Linked DNA regions of Sus scrofa: region 1 is linked to region 2. A link is a contact called in public HiChIP or PLAC-seq data. All regions are on one chromosome and are shown on one strand. The core of a region is the stretch at or near the end of the contact, and the rest is flanking DNA. Distances in the headings are between cores, read along the strand shown.

Region 1 (7,911 bases), core at 3,403-5,902, 210 kb after region 2:
TCCTCTGTAATTTAGGAGCTCACGTGTGTGTTTTGGCAGAAAAGGTGAGGTGCTCCGATAGTCAAACACTGACCCCTCCTGCTTTTGGTGGTTTTCTCTCTAAGAATCCCATAGATCACAGACACACTTGGGATTTGGGGGCTATTTAACTCCCCCTGGGACAGACAGACTTGACTCAACAGACTCACTAGGAAAAGCACAGTGAGTTCTGATGTACCTCCACTTATATCTTGGGTTCCCCAAAGATTTGGCCCTCCGTGGCCCTATTCTCAATTATTTAATCTTCTCCATAAGTGAGGGCACGAATAATAGCAGCGGGCACTTTATCAATTGCCTTCCCTCCATCCCCCAAAATAATCCTCTTATGGAAAAATAGCATTTTCTTAGGGAAATGTTTCTTTGTTTTTGTTTGTTTGTTTGTTTGTTTGTTTAAGGGCCACATCTGTAGCATATGGAAGTTCCCAGGCTAGGGGTGAATTGGAACTGTAGCTGCCAGCCACAGCAATGTGGGATCTGAGCCGTGTCTGCGACCCAGTGACCTTGGCTGCAGCTTGGGACAATGCTGGATCCTTAACCCCATGAGCGAGGCCAGGTATTGAACCCGCATCCTCATGGATACTCATTGGGTTCTTAACCCTCTGAGCCACAACGGGAACTCAGGGAGATGTTTCTTTTCACAAAGTACCCTCTTGGTGAATTGCATGCCTATCCCAGCACTGCCAGCCATTTTTCTCTTTGTCCAGCAGTGGAAACATCCAAAGTTCTCCCCGTTTTGCTTCTCAGGCCATCTTCCTCTGTTTCAGCTCCTTTCCTTTTCCTGTCCCCTCTCCTTCCTGACACCACCCCTGTCCATCCCATCATTTTCTTCCTTCTCCTCTCTCTTTCCCCAGGATAGGCAAGGTACCTGGTCTCTGAGGTCCTACAGCATCCACCCCCTGCCCCCACCCCATCATAGCATTGCTCACACTGGACTGCAATTGTCCCCTCAACCACTGGGCCCTCTGAGACAAGGGACACGGCCAGCTGACCTTGTGCCTTCAGCATCTAGCATGTCATATCGTAAAGGCTCATTAAATGCATGTAATTTATTTTTAGTTTATTTTATTTGGCCATGCCAGGGCCATGTGGAAGTTCCCAAGCCAGAGATCAAACCTGTGCCACAGCAGTGACAATGCCAGGTCCTTAACCCACTGCACCACATGGGAACTCCTAAATGCATGTTATGCACATCTTTTTTTTGGGGGGGGGGAACCAGGCGCACAGCATTGCAGAAGTTCCCAGGCCAGGGATCAAACCTGTACCACAGCAGTGAAAACAAGGGATCCTCAACGACTAGACCACCAGGGAACTTCTAAATGTATGTGATGTAAAAGAGTATCCACTGTCTGCTTCTCCGAAATCACTTTCCTGCATTTCTGACAGCAGCCAGCTGGATTTGTGGCCCTCACATGTGCTTCAGGAATCTAGAGTTTTGAACGTGGCTAGTAAAAATATAATGCAAGCCATGTGCATAATTTTAAATTTCCTAGTAGCCGCGTTAGGGGAAAAAAAAAAGTGAAATTGGGGAGTTCCCATCATGGCGCAGCAGAAACAAATCCGACCAGGAACCATGAGGTTGTGGGTTTGATCCCTGGCCTCAATCAATGGCTTAAGGATCTGACATTGCTGTGAGCTGTGATGTAGGTCGCAGACGCAGCTCAGATCTGGCATTGCTGTGGCTGTAGCTGTGGCTGGCAGCTGCAACTCTGATTGGACCTCTAGCCTGGGAACCTCCGTGTGCCACGGGTGCGGCCCTAAAAAAAAAAGGAAATTGAATTAAACAATGTAGTTTATTGAGCTCGATATATCCAAAATATTTCAACATGTAATCAAATAAGGATTATTATAGAGAGATTCTTACTGTGCAGCCCTAAAAAGCAAAAACCAAAAAAAAAAAGAAAAAAAAATTGTTCCAAATACAATTACACGTTTCCCAGTACCTGAATCACGTGCCAGTCTTTACATTTAACTTAACTAAAATTTAAGTAAAATTTAAAATAAGCTCCTCAGGGTCACTAGCCACATTAAAATTTTTATTTTTATTAAAAAAAATTATTGGAGGAGTTCCTGTTGTGGCTCAGAGGGTTAAGAACCTGACTAGCATCCATGAGGATGAGGGTTTGATCCCTGGCCTCAATCAGTGGGTTAAAGGATCCAGCGCTGCCATGAGCTGTGGCGGCGTAGGTGGCAGACGGGGCTTGGATCTGATGTTGCTGTGGCTCTAGTGTAGGCCAGTGGCTCCAGCTCCAGTTTGACCCCTTGCCTGGAAACCTCCATATGCCACAGGTGCAGCCCTAAAAAAAAAAAAAAGACAAATTAATAAATAAAAATTTATTGGTGTATGGTTGATTTACAATGTTGTATTAGCTTCCGATGTACAGCAAAGTGAATCAGTTATACATATACATATATTTATTCTTTTTCAGCTTCCTTTCCCATATAGGTTATTAAAGAATATTGAATAGATTTCTTTGTTCTATACAGTAGGTCCTTGTTAGTTATCTCTTTTATAGTAGTGTGTATATGTTAGTCCCACATTTCCAATTTATCCCTCCCCTGCCATGTTTCCCCTTTGGTAACCATAAGTTTGATTTTGAAATCTGTGAGTCTGCTTCTGTTTTGTAAATAAGTTCATTGGGGATTTCCTGTCGTGGCGCAGCGGAAACGATTAAACCCCTAGCCAGGGAACCTCCATGTGCCGCGGGTGTGGCCCTAAAAAGCAAAATAAATAAAGAAATAAATATAAAATAAAATAAAAATAAGTTCATTGGTATCATTTTAAAATTCCACCTTTACGTGGAGTTCCTGTCATGGTGCAGTGGTTAACGAACCCGACTAGGAATCATGAGGTTGCAGGTTCGATCCCTGCCCTTGCTCAGTGGGTTGACGGTCTGGCGTGGCCGTGAGCTGTGGTGTAGGTTGCAGACACGGCTCGGATCCCGCGTTGCTGTGGCTCTGGCGTAGGCCAGTGATTCGACCCCTAGCCTGGGAACCTCCATATGCCACAGGAGCGGCCCAAGAAATGGCAAAAAGAAAAAAAATAAAATAAAGTAAAATAAAATTCCACCTATACGTGATATATTTGTCTTTGTCTGACTCACTTCACATAGCATGATAATCTCTAGGTCCATCCTTGTTGCTGCAAAGGGCATTATTTCATTCTTTTTTATGGCTGAGTAATATGCCATACATTACATATATGTACCACATCCTTTTCATCCATTCCTCTGTCCACAGACATTTAGGTGGCTTCCATGTCTTGGCTATTGTAAATAGTGCTGCTATAAAGCGGGGGCGGGGGGGGATCTTTTCGAATTGCGGTTTTCTCTGGATAGATGCCCAGGAGTGGGATTGCTGGATCATGGGGTAGTTCCACGTTTAGCTTTTTAAGGAACCTCCACACTGTTCTCCATAGTGGTTGTACCAGTTGACATTCCCACCAACGGCGTAGGAGGGTACTAGCCACATTTTAAGGGCTCAATAGCTACGTGGAGCTGATGGCTGTTTCCTGGGCCAATCCGTAGGAAGTGGACGGAAGCCTGGGATGATTGGTTACAAGGAAAGGAGTGAGGAAGGGCCTTCCAGGCAGGTGAGACCCCTGTGCTGGGACAACCCGGGAGCCACGGATTTGATGAGAATCGGTTAAGGCCGACAAGGCGTGATGGAGTCAGGTTGGGAAGGGATGGCCTCCGGGGTCATGATGCTGAGATTTTATGCTGTCACTAGACAGAGACCGCTATAATATTTTCGAGCGGGGGGTGGGTGCCACGTGCAGTTTTAGGATGATCCACCTGGCACAGGTGCCAATGAGGGGAAGGAGCGGGGAGAGGCCGCAGCCAGGAGGGACCACCTGGAGGCAGCTACAGTGACCCAGGTGGGCAGTGATAGCACCTGGCTCGAGGGAGAGCGGAGAGAACCATCCTCGGACTTCTCAAGGCCAGACTCCACAGCACTTGGAAAGCAAGGAGGCTCTTTAGAGCGAGGCCAAGGACAGAGGCAGAGATGATGGGAGGCTTGCAGGTCGCATGCTTGGGAGCTGGGTTGACCGAAAGGTTTAAAGAGCCAGACTGCTTCTGCCTGTCAGAGAGCTACTCCTCTAAGATAGATGACTGAACCCAGGCCCAAGAGACTTTTTTTTTTTTATGGGTTTTTATTTTTAAAGCACATGTATAATTTATAACATCCACTCCACCCTCTGAATCACACGGTGACCCTGGACTTTACCCAGAGTCTCTGAGGTTGTGAAAGACACTCCTTAATTCTAGGGAGCTCCTGGAGGTGCTGGATCCAAGCTGGAGCTGAATTAAAGACTTCAGAAGCTGGAGGAAACGTCTAAGCTGCGACAGCTCCCTGGCTAGTTTTTCATCCCCTAATAGCTTCCCAGGGGGAGAGCATTGCTTCTAACGTGAATTCAGGCTTTGCCGGGGTTGTGCGGGGGAGGCTCTGCTGGAAAGGAAGCTGCTTCTGGTCCCTCGCTACCCCACCCCTCTCCACGCCACCCCGGCTCCTGTGATTCTCCAGTGGCCTGAGTCACTGTGATCTTCACTCTCCTCCTGCCTATGGTCCGGGTCAAAAGCAAGCCTGCTGGGGCTGCAGGCACACAGACCTATGGACTGTGAAGCAAACCCAGCACTGCATTGTCTGGATGAGTGGGGAGTGCCGGCTCGGGCCAGGCACTGTGCCTCTATTGTGTGAGACAAAGGGGCGAGGTCAACTGATCAACCAGCCAACACGGTACTAAGTTGGGAGCAGGGACAGCTGGCCGGGAGAGCGAGCACATCAACCAGCCTGGGAGCTCAGGGTGGGGCCTCTCGGAAAGCAGGTGAGTGGTGTCTGAGTTGGGTTTTGAAAGAAGAGGAAGGGAAGAAGGGAACAGGAAGGAGAGCACTGCGGGCTGGGGGATTGAATCCAGACGCAGACTAGGAGGCAGGGAATAACCATGGAATAACAAGAGCGTGGTGGTGGTTGGTGCCTGCCTTCTTGCTCTGTGCTAGGCACTGGCCAACGGCCTCTCATCTGTTAGACTTGTTCCCATTTCCCAGATGGGGAAACTGAAGCTCTGAGCCATGCGAAAGGGCACTCATCAAGGTCACACTCAAGGGATGATGCTGATTCCGATCCAGAAAGGTCTGATTCAGGCCGCTCCTCTCAGCAGCACAGAGCATTCCAGCACGTGCAAATCATTCAGCATCCTATGGGGAACACGTAGGGACACCCCACGCTGATTTGCAAATGCTAGGTTTTATTACAGTCTTGAAAGAGTTGACCAGGCAGTTCCCTGCAGGACACGAAGGGGATACGTACGTGACCGTCCCGGCCCTGCCCAGCACTGCAGCGTCCAGTGACAGGGCAGTGTGTGCGGGGCATGTTCAAGCAGCTTTGAACTCACTAGCTGGGTGGGTCTGGGCAGGCACTTCCTCCTGGCGCTGGCTGGGCACCAGATGTGGGTTTTTCTAGGTCAGGCGGGTCTATCTTCAGCTGCCCAAGGATGCAGTTTGTGTAAACTGCAGACATTGCCAGAGTGCTGTGTAAACACAGACTATCTCCTGCTCCAGTGCTTCCTCTGGGGAGACTCCTCCAACTGAGATGCTTGATTCCAACTTTCTTATCAACTTGAGCTTCCTACCCTGATATAAGGAAGCTATTAAAGTCTGTTTCCTGGTATTGCCTTGACCCCACCAGGGCACCGTGTTCAAGTGAATGTCCCTTAGGGGAGAATAGTTTTCACCTTCTAAAATTTTTTAGGCCCCCACATCAAACAAGCTTACAGGCATTTTAAAAATGTATTTTTGCCAAAGCCTTATGCTCTTAATGTTTACTTTCCACTCCAGCTAGTTTAGAAGTATTTACTTGGCTTTCATGCCTCTTCTTTGCAAAAGGCAGCCTGGGCTGCCTCTTTCACCCTATTTTTAGAATTTTTCCTTTCCCAGTGTCATTCCCTTTTTTAAACTATCCCTCAAATAAGTCCCGTTCACCTCTTGTAAACCTCCTTTTTTTTTTTTTTTGTTTTTTAGGGCTGCACCCGTGGCATATGGAGGTTCCCAGACTAGGGGTCTCATTGGAGTTGTAGCCACTGCCCTAGGCCACAGCCACAGCAATGCCAGATCTGAGCCGCCTCTGCGACCTACACCACAGCTCGTGGTAACGCCGGATCCTTAACCCACTGAGCGAGGCCAGGGATCGAACCCGCATCCTCACAGATACTATGTCGGTTCTTAACCCGCTGAGCTACAATGGAAACTCCAACTTCTTTTAAACTTTTCCTCCTACTTCTTCTGTCTCCCCTCTGCCCTTCTGATTATTAAAGTCCTAGCCTCCTCGCTCTCCAAGTGCTGCTACAGAAATAAGGAATTTGAGGAAAAAGAAACGGCGATGGACAACCCTCAAGATCTAGCTATTAAAAAAGCCAAACATTCCTTAAGCGTGCTTATCTTATGTTTCTCCCTCTCAGTTTTCCCATGGAACTTACAGTCTCGGCTACACAATTTAGGGCTTGTGGTGGTCAGCCCCTCCAGGGTAGCCTCCAATGGGTTTCTACTCCTGGTATTTACACCCTTGCGTAGCCTCTCCCAAAATGAACAGGGCCACCCTGCCCCGCCAGCCCCATAACCAATAGGTTATTGTGGCACAGAGTTTCATTCTAAAAGACACTTGGGCTTCCGCCTTGCTCTGTTGGATTATCTGGCAGGGAAGGAGCCAGCTGCCACATCGTTAGGACACTCAAGCAGCCCCAGGCAGGGGACCCCATGGAAAAGAACGGAGGCCTGCTGCCCGCAGCCAGTGTCAACTTGCCAGCCCTGTGAGCGAGCTATCCAGGAAGGAGATACGAGTCAAGCCCCCGGCAATTCCCTGTCTGCAACCTTTCAAGAGCTCCTGAACTAGAACCAGGCAGTTCTAAGTGCCTGCCGACTTCCTGACCCACAGAAACTCTGTGACATAATAAATGTTAATTGCTGTATTCAGCTGCTAAATTTCAAGGTGTTTTGTTGTGCAGCCATAGACAACGAATTCAGAACTTAAACACGGATATTACTAATAATAGCAGTTAATATGAGTAAGTGCTTGATCAGTGCCAGGCACGATTTAGCACTTTATATATAATATCTCACTTAATAGTATAGTCAATACTAATAATCCCTACAACAATAAACATTGATCGAGTGCCAGTGTTCTAAGTGTTTCTATATGCTAGTCAGTCCTTCAAGTGGCACTGTGAAGTCAGTACTGTGATTGGTATCATTCCCATTTTACTCTTAAGGAAATTGAGGCAGAGAGAAGTTGAGTAATGTGCCAAGACACACTGCTTGGATGTGGTAGAGCTGGGATTGGAACCCAGCCTGGCCTGTGTCCCCACACCCCCTTCCTTATGCTGTCTGTGCTGGTTCGTGTGAGTCTTGGCTCCCTGATACAAGCAGACTCTTTTTCTAGTGACTGTGTCTTTTGCTTCTGCTTACCCACCACAATGTACACATAATAAGGGCTCAATAAATTCTCACAGATCTGCGGGATCCCTTAGCTCAGCCCTCAATCATTCAACCAGACGGTTATGGCACTTATCACATGTAAATATGGTAATGCACTGACCGCATGCAAATACGGTAAAGATTTTTCTCTGTGCAAGCAGAACTGCTGCCTTGCCAGCCACCAAGACCCGTCCCCTTATGGCGAAAGGTATTGTTTCAGATACACTCGTGCCGAGATTTGACCTGTATGTACTCAGGTTCCTCGAGCCTCCGCACGTCTATCCTGCCCCTGCTGGGTGCTTAGCTCTCACCATGGCCCTGGGGACATGGAAAGTACCTTCTATTGACCAAGCAGATGCTGATTCCAAGAAAGCTCAGACGGCCGCTTCACTTGAAAGTGCAATCACTC
Region 2 (7,308 bases), core at 236-2,735:
CGGCTACTGGTTTTGAATGTCGCAGACCCCACAGCTGTAGCTGCCCACGAAGGGGGTGGTGAGAAGATCATTCAGCAGGAAACCCAGTAGCCCATTATTTGCTTGTAAACCTCTCCCAATGGGGCCTGGGGTGGGGGCGGTGAGGCTTTGCCAGAGGGTACCCGGGGCCCAGGTTGCTTTAGCTCTTCCACTTTCCGTGACTCATTTGCAAAAGAGGGAAGAACCCCGTTGCTGAGATGTATTTGCATATTGTTCTGAGATGACGATCGAGGAGTTACTTGGAGTTTCTTGAAACTGGAATGGTTTTCTAAACCCACCCTTGTTAGAATGTCACGAGCCCCGGATGTCGCCAAGAGTGAACACACGAGTTGTGTTTATTAAAGACTTACGTGTGCGTATGTATGTATACACACATGTATGGGTGTGTGTGTCTGTTATCACTCATATTTTTACCCCCTGGCCCCCCTTCATCAAATTCGATTTCCTCTCGTCTCTTTTGGGGCTGACCAGAAAAGACCAAGGGCAAATTCAGGGCCACTGGCAACCTATGCCCGCCTCTCGAGCATCTTCATTTGCATGACAGGGGTCTAGCACTCTCCAAGGCTGGACACGGCCACAGGTGCCAGCACCCAGGCGCTTTCTCTCTTGAAGATCTCGTCGGCAGCTTCTGGCAGGTGGTAAGCACGGCTGTTTCCTTCTGGGCCACGGGGTGTGGTTAGGGAGCGAATCCGCCCGAGGCCAGCTGCATCACCACCCATCATCCATCCCCACAAAAACCCCAAACGGCCTTGTGGCTTCTCTCTGGTTCTCGTACCCAGTTCCCGGGCCCAACCCCATCGGGGCCTAGACCAGTAACTGTTAAGCCCCAAAGCAGGGGCCTCCAGGCGTCTGCAGAAAGCGGCAACTTGAGAAAGAGAGCGAGCCTTCTCGCCTCGGAAAGCGGAAGTTCCGCGCCAAGGAGCTGGCTTCCACCGGGGGCCGGACAACGTCAAGGAGACCGCAGTCCCCGAAGCCCTTCCTGGTGACCCCAATTATTCTATTAGCAGCCGTGTCATAAACACTCGGGAGCACCTCTCCGCTGACGTCCTCAGTCACCCCCCAGGGTCACATACTGCACACTCGCAGCCCAGGGGCGGAAACCACCTTCCTGCTTGGCTGGGGTGCGGGAGCAGGGCTCTGCCTGGAGGGGTCCGCAGCTCGGAGGGGGTCCGAGAGGCCGGGAGGAGCAGTCCTTCTCGGGGGGCCACCCCGGGCATCGTCTGACCACCCCTAGAGCCTCCGAGGGGGCCCACTCTGCACCCGTGTGCCAGCTGCCGGGAAGGGCAGCTCCAGGAACTGCCACCGTCCGTTTGACTCACTTCCCTGTGACCCCCGGTAAAGCCAGAAATAGACCCTTTGATGTGTGGGTCCCTAACTGAGAAGCCGGGCTCACCGGGCCTTCCAGAGGGGGTTCCGGGTTCCGCAGGCCTCCTTCCCTCCTCCCACTTCCTCTTCCTTTTGGCAAAAGTAAAACACACAGAGAGACAGGGAAAGGCCATCAGGCCCGACCCTTCCTGGCTGCCGCTGCCACCGAAGGCTTCAGAGCACACGGAAGCAGGGGACACTGGGGGCTGGAGAGCCGTGCGTGTGCTCAGCCCTCTAGGAGCCAGGAAAAGTCAAGGGCAAGAGGTCTTTCATTCATTCATCCTTCATGCATTCATTCATTCAATGTGAGCTTATTGCATGCCGGCTGGATGCCAGACACTGTGTCACCTGTACTGAGAATTCCACGGCGAGAACCCTGCCCTCGGAAGCTTTCCATTCTGACGGGGGAGCCCCACCATACACAACCCACAAGCCCTGGTCACGCACCGCATCCAACAAAAATGTGCCATGTGCCTGTATCCTGTCAGAAAATTAATTCGTGGTGAGAAAAAAAAAAAAAATCATTCGTCACAGGGAATAAGCACCAATGCACGGCCACCCTAAGCCAGACTATTACATATAAATCTGGATTGAGGAGTTCCCGTTGGGGCTCAGTGGGATAAGAACCTGACATAGCAACCATGAGGATGCAGGTTCGACCCCTGGCCCCGCTCAGTAGGTTAAGGATCCTGTGTTGCTGTGGCTGTGGTGTAGGCTGGTAGCTGCAGCTTCAATTCGACCCCTAGCCCAGGAACTTCCATATGCTGCAGCTGTGGCCATAGAAAAGGGGGGGGGGGAATCTGGGTTGAGCCAGGGGATTAATTAGGGAAGAAAGGGGGGGGAGTGGAAAGAGGGGTTCATCTCAAAGGAGTCACTCCTCGGGGGTTGTCAAAATGCATCTTCGGCAGCACGTATATCTCCTGAGGATGGTTCTGTTTGCACAAAGGCAGGCAGGCCCCAATGAGAGGCGACAGGCCAACCTCCTGAAAAGCCCACGTAGGACACATACCTTCTCTGCTTACCCTGTGCCCAGCTGGCGCCCCGCCAAACAGCACCTCAGAGGCATCCAGACCGTCAAAGTGTCGGTCCCCGGGCAAGCTGGCCCCGGCCAGGGCCACCACGGTGGGGAAGATGTCCAGCACGCTGCAGGAAGACCAGGACAGCATCAGCCCCCACCCTTCCCAGGCTCTCTCTCGCTGGCTGTGCTGTGGTCAAGAGCCGCCTGGACCAGCCCGGACCGAGCACCGTCAGCCCCCTGTGGGGTTCCCCCTCCCCGGGGCCTGCCTGCCTTCCGCAGGTCCCAGTTGGATGTCTGCTCCTCCAAGAGGCAGAATGGTGCCGTGGTGTTGCCTGCATTCACGTCCCAGCTCTCACCACCTGTCCGGTTCCTCAAACGCCTCAGGTTTCTGGTCTCTGAGTTCCCATGGTGGCTCAACTGGTTAAGAACCTGACTCATATGCACGAGGATGCAGGCTTGATTCCCGGAGCCTTGCTCAGTGGGTTAAAGATCCTGCGTTACTGCAAGCTGGGACACAGGTTGCAGATGAGGCTGGGATCCTGTGTTGCTGTGGCTGTGGCATTGCTGGGGAGTTGCTGTGGCTGTGGCGTTCAAGACTGCATCGCTGCCAATGCCACAGCTACAATTCCAATTCGACCCCTAGGCTGGAAACTTTCATATGCCACAGATGTGGCCCTAAAAAGAAAAAGAAAAGACGTTTTCTGGTCTCTAAAATGGGCGTGATAATAATAGAGTCCACTATTAGCGTGATCAAAAAGTGCCTACTGGATGTCTGTATTATAATTACCCACAGGGGCACCCCTGCAGACCTAAGAACTCAGGGGTTCTACCTGGCACCAACCAGGCCACTGCCACCCGCCGAGAGGGAACACTATGTGACGGGTGCCTGCAAGAGAACATTCACTTTGATGTTCCTTCCCTGGGTCTCTGGGTCACAAATACCTCGTCTTTGTTTAGAATGCCATTGTGTGTGAAACATTCCAGCCTCTTTTGCTTAGCTCTTTCACTCCCATTACAAAATAAGTACGTGTCCCCAGTGAGAAGAAATGATAACATCCAGAAATCCAAAGGAGCAGCCAGCACACAAACAGTCCCTCACCCAAAGGCAGCCACCGTGAACATTTCGGTGAATTTTGTTAATTTGATTTTCGTTTGAAGTCATGTGGTACAATTTTGACTCCGCTCTAAGGCCCATCTCCCGCCAGCCCACTGTGCTCACGTTAGGGAAAAACTCTTCAGCAGGAACAGACCGGCTGCCCCTTCCACCCGAGCTGTGCACCTGCGAGCCAGGCCCGCTGAGTCAGTGGGACCGGATGGAGCCCGGAGGGCAAGGGCAGCGTGAAGCTGGACTTCCCCAGGAAGGAGGGGCCACCTGAGGCTGGGCACAGTGGCAAACTTCAGACTTGTGCAGGGGGAAGGTCTCCAGGTCTACATCTGAGTCTGGGGAGGGTGGCATCACCACATCATCTTTCTCTTTAAATCTTTTTTTGTGGGTTTTTTGTTTTGTTTTGTTTTGTTTTGTTTTTGGCTGCACCCAAGGCATGTGGAAGTTCCCAGGTCAGGGAGCAAATTCGAGCCACAGCAGCAACCTGAGCCACTGCAGTGACAACGCCAGATCCTTAACCCGCTGTGCCATCAGGGAACTCAAAGCCTTACTTTTCAAGAGGAGCTACAGAAAGGACCCCTCCCCTCTGCCAGCCTCTTCTCCTCCTGTCCAGGACTCTGCCTACAACCCCAGGAGGACTCTCTCCTTTGACTATGATGCAGGGTGTTTCTGGTTCGCCTTTAGCTTTCACAATCCACGTAGCTGGCGGCTTATCTCTAGAGATACACATTCCAGGAGCTGACATCCCACATGCATGCAAAGTCAAGAAGTGCTCAGTAGGCACTTGCAGAGGACAGAACGGTCCAGAAACCTGTCCAGAGTCCAAGGTTCCTGCCTCAGAGCGGGCAGCACAGAGGACTGCAATGCAGTCTGAAAAGGCCAGGGCGGAAGGGGCTGCTGCTCTTTGTTGGAACTTTCTCTAAATGATGTCTCTAAGAGAGGTCGGCCTCACAGGTGGGTCAGATGAGTGAGCCAGAAAGACGGGATCCGAGTTCAGTGTTCAGAAAGCGTGGTCTACTTTCTTTCTCCATCTTCTTTCCGCCCCACCCCCTCCCTCACGTGAGGCGGAGCATCCGAATCCTGCTGCACTGATTCGAATCTTCACGGAATCCTATTACCCCAGAATGAAGCCAGATCCTCAGAGGGAGGATCCAGAGCTCAGAGGAAAGCTCCAGTCCCCGAGAAAAGCATCCCTCTCCATGACACGCCAACCGAGCCCTGAAGCTACCAAGAGGTCCCTCTTCATGGAAAGGAGGAAGCCAAGCTCCCCCCAGCACCACCAAGGGTGGGAGATCCTCTGGGCACACAGAGCCCCAGGGCTGCCCACCCACCCCCCCAACCCCCGGCGCCAACTTGGAAAAAGCATCGGTCCTGCAAAGCCCACCAAGGTGGCCCCCAGCCACTGCAAACCCTACCTAGGAAACAGGTCCTGGGAGTCTCTGAAACCTTGGGGAAAGGGACCAAAAAAAAAAAAAAAAACCAACCTCAAACCTAATTTTCAAGTTTCCACAATTACTATGATTCTCAGGGAGGAAGGCTTTAGGGAGACACTTTCTAACCTTCATGAAACCTTGGTTCCGTTGCCTTTGCGGTCGCTTCCTCCATATGAAACACTCAAAACTGTATTTTACAACTGTGTTGACATCAAGAGTAGCTAACTACCATTTCCTTCAACCTAAAAGAGTGTGGTTGTTTTTCGCCCGGCTTTAAAAGCAAATTTAAATTTCACGTGCCCCGGCGCTGTGCCTCTCTGCTCTATCGGAAAGTGGGCCCTGGCTTCTGGGAACCAGGCAGGGCAGTCAAGAGCTAACTCACGCAAGGGGGGAGACTGAGGCTGCTTTGTGCCATGACACAGAAGGCAGCGCTGGGACTCAGCATTTATTTGCAGGTCCTGGGGCCCACGTGAAAAGATTTTCATCTTTTTCTCATTTGGCTTCGGCCAGCCCCAGGCGCTGAAGGTCGGTTCAGAGGAAGTGCGCACATTTGTGTTTCCATCCAAGGAATTGCCAGAGGAACCTGGCTGCGTTGACTGGGTGATGGCGAGGAGGATGGCGGGGGGAGCGGGAAGCTGGGCTGGAAGGGGAGCGGCTCCCGGCGGAACAGCCGGAACCGCGGGACACGTGCAGACGGGAACCGAGGTGCTTGCTGGCCTGTCCTGGGGTGGAGGGTGGGGGTGGAAGGAAGGGTGTCTCCTAGACGCTGGGGACACTATATCTGGGAAATGGCGGGTGTGACCTGAAGGCAGGAAGTTAGGGGGTGAGGAGGGATGGGGGTGCACGCGGTGGGCGCGTTTCTGTCCTGTGTCTGGAGTGAGGGAGGGAGAGCAGAGCATCCCCCAGACCTGGAAGGGTGGGAGTGGTCCCTAAGACAGGGGAGGATGGGGGGGGGGGGGCACATCTTTTTTGGCATTTAGTTGTGCGTTTCTTCCTGCGTTATAATTGGCTCTCCACTCTCGTCATCCCTGGGGAAAGCTGGGGTTAGGGAGGCGGCCCTCCCTCCAGGCCCCCTTCAGGTCCCTGTTGGAATCCAGCACCATCTTTAAGGAGCACAGGGTGGGGGGCAGTGCGCATGTCCATTGCAGAGCAGAGCGCGCTAGGAGGGAGGGTGGGCGTGAGACCACCTCCCCGTCTCCCTCCACAGCCCACTGCCAGGCACAGGCGGTGTGTGAAAGGGGATGTGTGGCCAGGCCCTGCCCCGGCAGCATGACACCTAGGCAGATGACCCCGACGCGACGTCATCTCCTTGCAGCTCCTATTTCCAGGACTCAGTTCGGAGCCTCAAGACCGCACAGAACCAGCCGAATCCCCCTCCGCATGACTGCCTGCCTTTTGGATGCGGGAAGAGAGTCACGAGCTTCCCCCGGGGGATCATCCGCTCTCCCGGCTAAACAGACCTCTGTTTTTCAAATGAGTGATTTCAAGCCCTGTCTACCCTTCTAGTGGCTATAGACTTGCCCTGGGCTCTCCAAGAGAGGGGTCCTCTGTCCTGAACAGAGATGGGGCCTCCTGGCTCAGATGCAGAGCAGACCCTGCAACTTTTTGTCCATGACTAAGACAAATTGCATGGTATGAGAGCCGTGCTTGTCAGCCAGAATAAAGACTGTCCTCCCTGAGCTGCGCCGAGTCATTCTGGTTGTCACTCCTGGGACTGGGGGAGCTACTGGCATCTAGTGGGTGAAGGCCACGGATGCTGCTAGACATCTGACCGTGCGCAGGACAGCCCCCCAGCACAAAGACCATCCGGCCCAAAATGTCAACAGTGCCAAGTCGAGATACCCCCCTGGAGGGTTTCCAGGTCAAACCACCGGGCCTCTTTCACGGGTACTGCCAAGCCCTGCCCTCCTGGAGGGTCCTCAGAAGCCTTCTGTCTGCTGTGCCCGTTGTTCCATGCCCAGCCCCTAGAGCCATGATGGACCCATAATTGGGCATATCAATAAATCTTGATTGAATAACTGAACTTCCCCCCTTCCACCCCTGTGTCACTGGGCTTTGGGGTCAGGGTATATGTAAGACCTTTCTTTTGACCTTATCATATCATCTTGGTGCACACCTGAATTTTGTTTGTTTTAGTTTTGTTTCATTTTTTTTGGCGGGGGAGGGGAGGAGCCCACAGCATGTGGAAGTTCCCAGGCCAGGGATGGAACCCAAGCCATAACAATGACCTGAGCGGTGACAACACCAGATTCTTAACCTACCAGGCCACCAGGGAACCCCACACTCGAATATTTTCACAGCAGTTACATCTAAAGGTAACCAATAGAGGAGTTTCCTGGTAGCCTAGC

Evidence for each region. HiChIP or PLAC-seq counts read pairs in DNA pulled down with a chosen protein or histone mark.
Region 1: an H3K27ac HiChIP or PLAC-seq map of alveolar macrophages shows a contact between it and region 2. The contact joins two enhancer-like sites. A contact is called at or near these places in 2 of 47 Hi-C or Micro-C datasets (alveolar macrophages and embryonic fibroblasts) and 1 of 2 datasets of contacts at active chromatin or transcription factors (alveolar macrophages).

Annotation. Positions count from the first base shown.
Region 1 is chr12:11,974,994-11,982,904 of Sscrofa11.1, forward strand. No RefSeq gene overlaps it. Among named protein-coding and RNA genes, the nearest start is that of GNA13, 12 kb to the left of the region's middle. Within about 2 kb of position 4,653, at least 32 of the 83 cell types and tissues checked have an H3K27ac peak or open chromatin away from gene starts, as enhancers often do. A contact at or near this core is called in alveolar macrophages, where this site is marked.
Region 2 is chr12:11,763,991-11,771,298 of Sscrofa11.1, forward strand. ARSG (arylsulfatase G) reads right to left here. Exons shown (of 12, transcript XM_021066718.1): 10 at 2,427-2,547. Among named protein-coding and RNA genes, the nearest start is that of WIPI1, 52 kb to the left of the region's middle. Within about 2 kb of position 1,486, at least 28 of the 83 cell types and tissues checked have an H3K27ac peak or open chromatin away from gene starts, as enhancers often do. A contact at or near this core is called in alveolar macrophages, where this site is marked.